Regions from separate parts of the Sus scrofa genome. Here region 2 is linked to region 1. The links are chromatin contacts, called in public Hi-C maps. All regions are on one chromosome and are shown on one strand. Each heading gives the region's core, a stretch centred on a gene start, on an enhancer-like site or on the middle of the called end of the contact. The rest is flanking DNA. Distances are from core to core; before and after follow the strand shown.

What was found. Hi-C and Micro-C count contacts between places; a contact is called where the count stands out from the background.
Region 2: a Hi-C map of liver shows a contact between it and region 1, with 7 times the contacts expected there. The contact joins the promoter of PDHA1 here to the promoter of PHKA2 in region 1. A contact is called at or near these places in 1 of 5 promoter capture datasets (fetal liver) and 2 of 47 Hi-C or Micro-C datasets (embryonic fibroblasts and liver).

What each region holds. Positions count from the first base shown.
Region 1 is chrX:15,363,593-15,367,905 of Sscrofa11.1, reverse strand. It overlaps PHKA2 (phosphorylase b kinase regulatory subunit alpha, liver isoform), which reads left to right and starts at 2,175. Exons shown (of 34, transcript XM_013985960.2): 1 at 2,175-2,367; 2 at 2,837-3,026. The coding sequence starts at 2,949. It overlaps LOC106506916 (a long non-coding RNA gene), which reads right to left and starts at 2,305. Exons shown (of 3, transcript XR_001302568.2): 1 at 2,220-2,305.
Region 2 is chrX:15,697,830-15,702,142 of Sscrofa11.1, reverse strand. It overlaps PDHA1 (pyruvate dehydrogenase E1 component subunit alpha, somatic form, mitochondrial), which reads right to left and starts at 2,219. Exons shown (of 11, transcript XM_003360244.4): 1 at 1,881-2,219. The coding sequence starts at 1,937.

The DNA of each region.
Region 1 (4,313 bases), core at 926-3,425:
TCATAGCCCGAAGCCTAGAATGTGAGGCTGGCTATACACCAAAAGGGTAGTGTAGCAGAATTTGCTAAGAATGAGATCATGAAACTGAAAATGTTTCTATACTGGATGGAAATGTCAGGTAACAGGTAAAGGTCATCAGTTATTTTCCTCTGTGGCTGCAAAATGGACTCTTGAACTCAATGTAAACAAAGGCAGTAATGATAGGAAGCAACGATCCAGCTCTTAGATACAGAAGAACACACAATACAGAATACAGAAGAGTTCTGGAAGAGTACGCATTCATATTCCAAGAGATTTAATGGTGATAACCTAATGTCCAGTTTTATTTACCTCTAAACCATAGCAAATTCTGCATGGAGACACATCACATGGATTGCTGCAGTAAGAGCCAACAGGAAGAAAACAAAAAGTATGACAGATGATGGGTTTGGTGATTTAGTTGAGTGACTGCAGATTTATGTTACGGAATTTGTAAAATGAACTCGGTTAAGGACCATACATATATAGGGGACTCAACTGAACATGACTGATTTTCTTGCATTCGTGGGTTCATTCAACCAGTCATTCAATAGTAAGCTACAACTGCATGCTCAGTACTGTACTAGACACAGTAGGAGATACCAAGGACTGTTTCAATGAGTACCTAAAATCCAGTTAGAAAAAACGTGCCTCACATGAAAACAAGGATATGAAGCAATACATTGTTGTCTAGTGATTATGAAAACAGCTATGAGTTACGAAGCACATATATTAGCCAGGCATGGTGCTAAGTGTTTTATATTCATGCTCTTGATCACAGCTGTCCTAGTAGTAGGGGTTATTATTATCCCCATTGGTGATAACATTGAATTTCAATTCAAATAGCTAAAACATGCCAAAGCTCACACCACTTGTAAATGGCAGAACTGGAATTTGAACTCAATTTCTTTTTCTTTTTTTGTCTTTTTGCTATTTCTTGGGCCGCTCCCGCAGCATATGGAGGTTCCCAGGCTAGGGGTAGAATCAGAGCTGTAGCCACCGGCCTACGCCAGAGCCACAGCAACGCGGGATCCGAGCCGCGTCTGCAACCTATACCACAGCTCACGGCAACGCCGGATCGGTAACCCACTGAGCAAGGGCAGGGACCGAACCTGCAACCTCATGGTTCCTAGTCGGATTCGTTAACCACTGCGCCACGACGGGAACTCCTGAACTCAATTTCAATGACTCCAAGACCTATGTTCTTACTAGAGAAATTGTAATCGCAATTCAGAGAATGGGGAAGACTAATAGGAGGGCAGAGCTGAGCTAGCCCTTATTTATTTATTTATTTATTTGTCTTTTTGCTATTTCTTTGGGCCACTCCCGGGGCATATGGAGGTTCCCAGGCTAGGGGTCGAATCGGAGGTGTAGCCACTGGCCTATGCCAGAGCCACAGCAACGCAGGATCCGAGCCGCGTCTGCAACCTACACCACAGCTCACGGCAACGCCGGATCGTCAACCCACTGAGCAAGGGCAGGGACCAAACCCGCAACCTCATTGTTCCTAGTCGGATTCGTTAACCACTGCGCCACGAGGGGAACTCCTGAGCTAACCCTTAAAGCAAAGACAGAATTAAGACAAGAAGGAGGAGGAGGCCTCCTGGGTCGAGCATACTGTAAGTGCGTGGAAACTAGCAAAGGACTTGAGGAAAGGATCACATTAGCTGAGCTAGAATTAATATGGGGCCAGATTTGGGTGGAAAATAAATACTGGCCTGAAGATTGTAAAACTATGGGTAATTATTTGCCATGAAGAACTGTAATGCCAAGTTTCACGTTACAGGCCTGGGGACGGACGGCAGGCCAGGCCAGAGGAGCTTCACCCAGGTGACTAGGGGCAAGGCTGAAGGCGCGGGGTTGGGGGGGGCGGGTGCTGGAGGACCCTGACCTGCCCCTGTCGTTCTCTCTGCGGAGACGCGACCAGGGGCAGAACTCCGATTCTGGCCATCAGAGGGGCGACCAGGGAGCTGCGAGGGGCAGGCCATTGCCGGGCCTCCCCACCGCTGCTCGGGAAGGCAGTCTCACCCTCGCCCTAAGCCAGTCCTTTATCTTCCCATCGCCCAGCGTTAGGCCCCGAGGCGGGGCTAGAGGAGCTAGAGGGCGGGGCAAGGGGTGGGGTTGTGAGCTCATCTCGGGGAGGGGCGGGGCCGCTAGTGACCCGGCGTCGTCCAGGGCCGCTAGCGAAACAGTCCCCTTACCTTGCTCCTCAGGCCGGCTCCCCGGGTTCCGCTCCGCGTCGGGGGCGTTGCCGGGGGCGGGCCGGGGGGCGGGTCCGTGGCTTCCAGATGCCCGCGACCGAAAGGTCTGTTTCAACAGCCCGCGCTGAGGTCGGCAGCGGGCGGGGAGGTAAAGCGTTCAAAAGCAGACTGGTTCCCGCCCGGACCAAGGTTCTCCGCTGCTCTCGCGGGCCACCTCGTTTTCCTTCCCCCGAGGGGCGCGACTCCGAGGGTTCCGTTCCGCCGCGGGGGCGCGGCCGGGGGCGGGGCTGCTGGTGGGCTGCAGCTGGCGGGAAGGGTAGGGTTGGCGGCCTGCCCGGAGGCTCCCTCACGACCGCCGGAAGACAAAAAAAGGCTCGGCGGGGGCGTCGTCGCCCCTCGCCCGGAACCCAGGTCCCCGTTTTTCCGGCTGGGCAGCTCGAGACCCGCGAGCGTCGGGAGCGTGGCGGGCTTGGTCGAGGCGGGGCCGCCATAGCGCCAACCCCTATCTCCGCCCCGCTCCTTTCGAGCCGTAAGAAACTCTAGTTGGCTTGCTTTCCATAGTTTGGTTCTGTCGTTTTAAAAAGTCCCTACCTCTTACCTCCGGACTCCAATCCTAGAGCTGACTAAGGCAGTGAGTGTTTGGGAGCCAAGCCTGCACGGCGGCCGTCGCCCGGGCGTCCCACCTCCTCGCAGCAGGTCGGGCGCCGCGGTCCCAAGAGCATCGCGGAGATGAGGAGCAGGAGCAATTCCGGAGTCCGCTTGGACGGATACGCGCGGCTGGTGCAGCAAACCATCCTGTGTTACCAGGTAAGGAAGGACCACTCTCATCTGCCCTCTCGAGGCACTTTTTCGCCTACCCAGCCCCCTCTCGTGTCCTGAGACTTTGCATTTAAGCGGTTTCCTCTTTAAATGCGGTTCTTGCTGGCCGGTGGTTACACCCCACCCTCATTCCCAGCTCGTCCGCTTTACGAGTCAGGGGACTGAAGGGCTGAGCGGCTACGTTTCACAGAATTCTTTGAGCAAACTTTGGGATCGAAGATAGAGCTCCCTGCATGCCCCTGGGCCCCAAATGCGTCTTTTTTGTGTTGACTCTGCTTCTTTTGGATGCAAGGAGGTGTGTGTAGGTTGGACAGGGCACACTGCATGACGATGGTCAACTCTGGACCGCGAGGACAGTAGACAGGAATGAAAAAGCTCCTGAAGTGTACATCCCACTCCAAGGTGTGTGGCGGCTGCTGCTGTTCCTGATCTCGAGCTACCTTGTTAGAGACCCACCTGGGAGGGCTTTTAGGACTTCGCAGATGAGAAAACGGGGCCAAAAAGGTAACTGCAGGTAGTGGGGTCTGACCCAAACGCAGATCTTCTGCTCCCAAGTTGGAGGGGATCTGTGAAGCTGCCCATGTGGTCGGAGGTTTGGGTATGTCATGTGTTTTGTATTTCTAGACTAAAGTTATATGTGGGCCCATCGTGTAAGACCACTGGACTATTTTTATTCCTTGTGAAGACACCAGCTATGTTGCTTGTCATCAATCAACAGCAGCTATTTATAGGACCTCCATGTCAGAGAAGGAAGTGGTATTCCAGGGTCAGAGGCCTGGCCTTCAAGTTGGGACCCACGGTTAACTCCCAAGCCACTGACCCCTTTCCCATTAGCCAATTTCTCGGCCTTGTTTCTTCATTCAGGAAATATTTATTGTGGACTTGTTATGTGCGTGGCACTCTGTCAGGTGCTGGGCTTACAAAGAAAAAATGCTTGTAGTGCAGTGAGGTTTATGCAGAGGGAGTAGGTCCAGAGTCCCTTGTCTGAAACTCTTGGGGCCAAATGTGGTTTGCAAGTCAGAGGGGTTTGGATTTTAGAAAGGTAATATGCATATGTATATTCTCTAGTAAGTGCGTTGGAGTCAGGGCAGCACCCCTTAATCAAACACATGCTTATTTTCCACATCCGAATATGAATATTTACAGAGTAGGAAAAGTAAAGACTGAAAATAGTTTCACATCAGTTCAGGTCGCCTTTTGCCACCAAGCTGGCTGCAAACTAATGAAAACATGCAAAAATTTCAGAGCGTACTGGCTTTTGAAATTGCACATGAA
Region 2 (4,313 bases), core at 970-3,469, 330 kb before region 1:
CCTTTGATGCCAACACATTGCAGGAAGACAACAACCCACAAGCAGGAGTATTTTGGACAGCTAAGGGAATGAAACTCTGATTTTAAATATTGACTTTTCGCTGTTCATAGGGACACAGGGGATAGTAATTTGAAAACTCACAAATTTTCCTTGTCTGTAGAACGCCATCAATTCAAACGAAGTTCTACTGTAATCACACCGAACTAAGGCCCTGTATGATGTTGAAAACATATTTCTATTACCTACATTCAACTAAAAACTGATGTTTTGGACATTAAATAGTCACGTGCCTGGCACACATTAAGGGCACAATAAATGCTGGATTTATCTTTTGTGTACATAGAAATAAAAAATAAATACAAAAACTAGAGCTCCTGTCGTGGCTCAGTGGTTAACGAATCTGACTAGGAACCATGAGGTTGCGGGTTCAACCCCTGGCCATGCTCAGTGGGTTAAGGATCCAGTGTTGCCGTGAGCTGTGGTGTAGGTCGCAGACGCGCTCGGATCCCGAGTTCCTGTGGCTCTGGAGTAGGCAGGTGGCTACGGCTCTGATTCGACCCCTAGCCTGGGAACCTCCATATGCCGCAGGAGCGGCCCTAGAAATGGCAAAAAGACCAAAAACAACGGTGAAATGTGCTTGTTTTTCAGGGAGATCCAATCACAACCTAAATGCTAATACAGATTAATCACATGGCATTCTGTGTTTGTCAATCAATGGCAGTCCTAGAGAAGTACACTTCCTCCAACCGTTCGATGATCTCTGCCCTATACCAAGCTGAGCTGCCAGTCTTGGGAGTTACTGGAGCAAGAACTGCAAGTCAAAACTTGGCTGCAGTGATACCAAGTCACATTACCACCCATCCCGTGCTTAGAGGTCAAAATGCTCTGAACTTCGGCTAGGAATGTCTAAAAGTTGGAGCCATAAATAGCGCTAACCTCTAACCCCATCCTCCCAAACACCACTTTAGCTACTTCTATCCTAAATGAGAGTGTCTCCGCATCTGTGTGCAAGTGGAGGGCCTCCCTCTGGGTTCTGCCTGACGGCTTTTGAATCGACTGCCTAGGAAAAGCTCACCGTTGAGGCAGAGGGGAGGAAAGAGTACCAAGTGTGTTGTTTCTCTGGAACCCAACCCTGCATCAACACTCCACAGAGCCGAGCGCTGGCGTTCAACAAATGTATACCAAATTGGGAACTCAAATAATAACAATATTTAATACTGACGGCACCTACCATGTACCAGGCGCTACCGGAAAGGTTTACATACTTGTCACTCCTTTAAGCCTCACGACAACCCCATGGAGTAAGTACTCTCCATTTCAGAAATGAGGAAATTGAGCACCGGGCTGTTTTAAGAAAAAAAGCAAAACCAAAAAACTCTTGCCCAAGACCACAGGGCTAGTAAAGAGTGAGGCTGGCGTCTGAACGGAGTCAGTCTCCGGATTCCTGGTCAAGAGGAACTAAGGAAAAATTTTAATGAACCGGCCAGGAAGAGGCAGCCAACTCGAGGAAGCCCAAGGCCCCCTTTTCTGTCTACAGTAAAGGAACGGGCACTTTTGCTTCTTTTGGGGGGCGGGGGGCGGGCATTTTGGGGCCGCATCAACAAGCCCGGCACGGGGAACCACTGCTGACCTCCACGTGGACCTTGTAAAGCTCCCCCTCCAACAGGCGGCGCCGCTTGGCCGAGTCGCCGCTCCGCTCGCGGCCAGGAGTGCAGCACACAACGTGGAAGCAGAACAAAGGCCTGCGGCTCCCCGAAGACCGCTGCGCCCGGCCCGACCCGCCCGCCTAGCCCGCTTGCCCTGCCCTTTGGCGTCCTCCGGCGTCGGGCCCCGCCTCGGTCCCGCTCTTTCCCTGCCACGGGCCGCTCAGGCCGACTCACCGGCTTCTGGGCGACGCCCGACAACACGCGGGAGACGGCGGCGAGCATCTTCCTCATGGAGTGCGGGCAGTGGCAGCAGCGGCGACTCCCAACCGCTCAAGCAGCGAGGCCCAGAAGTCTCCAAGTCTCCTTCAGGCGCCCGGGGAGGACGCTAAGACCTAACGGCGGCGCTACGGAACGCGACGCGACGCGACGCGACGGAAGACGTCATGCGCCGCACCGGGCCACGGGCCAACCAGGATTGCTCTCAGGGCGTGCCCCGCCCACCCGAGAGGCCCACGGCCGCCCATTGGGTGTCGGAGCCAGAGAGCTGGGCTGAGGGCTGCCTCCGTCACCACACGGGTGAGGGGCGGGAGACCTGAGGACGCCTGCGTGGGAAAGCGAGGCCACGCCTCCAGGGCCACTCGGGAATGGACCCTGTTAGATTGGGCGCCACAGCTGAGCCGTGCTCCTCTGGAGATCGTTCAAGGGCAATACTACCCAGCGACTAGTCTTGCCAGTACTGCACCTTTGCAGCCTCTGCTCAATACACTGGATGATAAAGATTAATAGCCTGATGGGGCCAAAGGACAGAACATATGGTTTTTATAAATGGTTCTGCTGCCAACTTGTCTCTAAGAAGTTACATAACAGTTGTAAAAGGCTTCCCTGCCTACTTGAGCTAGGATCTGATGAAATAAAATTATTATTTTAAAGCAAGGCAAGAATTTTTTCTTTTTCTTTTTTTTTTTGTCTTTTTAGGTCCACACCTGTGGCATATGGAGGTTCCCAGGCTAGGGGTCGAATTGGAGCTGCAGCTGCCGGCCTACGTCACAGCCACAGCGAAGGGACCCAAACCACATCTGCAACCTACACTACAGCTCATGACAATGCGGAATCCTTAACCCACTGACTGAGGCCTGGGATCAAACCCGTGTCCTCACGGATACTACTCGGATTCGTTCTTGCTGAGCCATGACCGGGCCTCCAAGACAAGAAATATTTAAACAAAAATGTTTTCTCTGTCTGTTTGGGCCTTCTCCACACACACCCCCCCTTTCTGGTGTGCATTGTTCATCTACATTATTCATTAAGCTCACCTCCCCAATGGCAGAAATACCTCCTCAGCCATAAAGCTCAATTTTTCTTCTTCTAGAGCCAGCCATGTAACTCCTTTGAAGATAACATTCCTTGCTCAATCCTGTAAATCGTCGTGATTGCCCTCCACTCACCTCGTATGTGCAGACATCTTTGGTGAACTTTATGCACAAATGCCAATGTATCATTTCCCTTAAAGATAGCGACTGGTACAGAACAGACTGAGTCACAAGACCTAGGGAGATACAGGGCTGCAATGAATGGAATTTCTTCGCTTAAATACTTACGACCTTATTAATGTCTCTAGCTATACTCCTTGTATCCTGCCTGTTTTACAAGACTACTGTTTCTTGCATTACCAAATGGGCAACTGAGCCTCTGATAAAAGTAAGATGACTAGCTGACTTGGAACGAAGGACCAAAGATACATATAATTCTACCAGATCAATGTTGGTCATAGTGTAACCCTAGATATGGAAAGAAGCAACAAGAAGGAACCATTTCCTGGATCCTAACAGACTGGTATGACAGGTGGTCCTGAGGCTTTGGGCTACTGTTAGCAGGGCTTAGTCCCATAAGAGCACATGGAGGGTCCTAGCAAGGAAATCCTCCCCTGACCTGGGAATGAGCATTTCTAGTGGTGTGGGCCAAGTGGGTCATGAAATGCTTCCCAAATCTTCGTCAAAAATAAGATCAAAATGGGGGGGGGTTGTAAAACAAAAAATGTTGCCCAGCATGCAGTTCTACAAGAATCAAGTCATTAGCCACTGCAGTCACTGACCTAAAATACACCTGAAGAGGATTTCAGGATTAAGATCAGGGTGAAGCATTTTGTGCTCTGGGAAAACTGGCAGAACTAGCCCTCGGACAGATATTTTCAGGAGAAAATTTGATGAATCCAGTTTCTTGCATTTTCCCATACTTGGAAAAGCAGTAAAACCATTAACTAAGATATGTGTCCCCTTGTGAATAGCAGTAACCTTATACCAAGATAGGTGCTTGACTGCACATCCGCTCTCTCGAAAATCACACTGCACTGGCCTTCCTCTCCCTTTACCTTTTGAGAACAGTGCTCACAGCTCTGAGAGGATGTCTCCCAGGTTTTGAGCCTCAGGTTGGCTCAAATAAAAATTTGCCGTATCTTTATTTTTATTTATTTATTTATTGCTTTTTAGGGCCACACCTGCAGCATATGGAGGTTCCCAGGCTAGGGGTTGAATCGGAGCTACAGCTGCTGGCCTACGCCACAGCCAGAGCAACGTGGGATCCGAGCTGTGTCTGCAACCTACACCACGGCTCACGGCAACGCCAGATCTTTAACCCACTGAGCGAGGCCAGGAACTGAACCCTCAACCT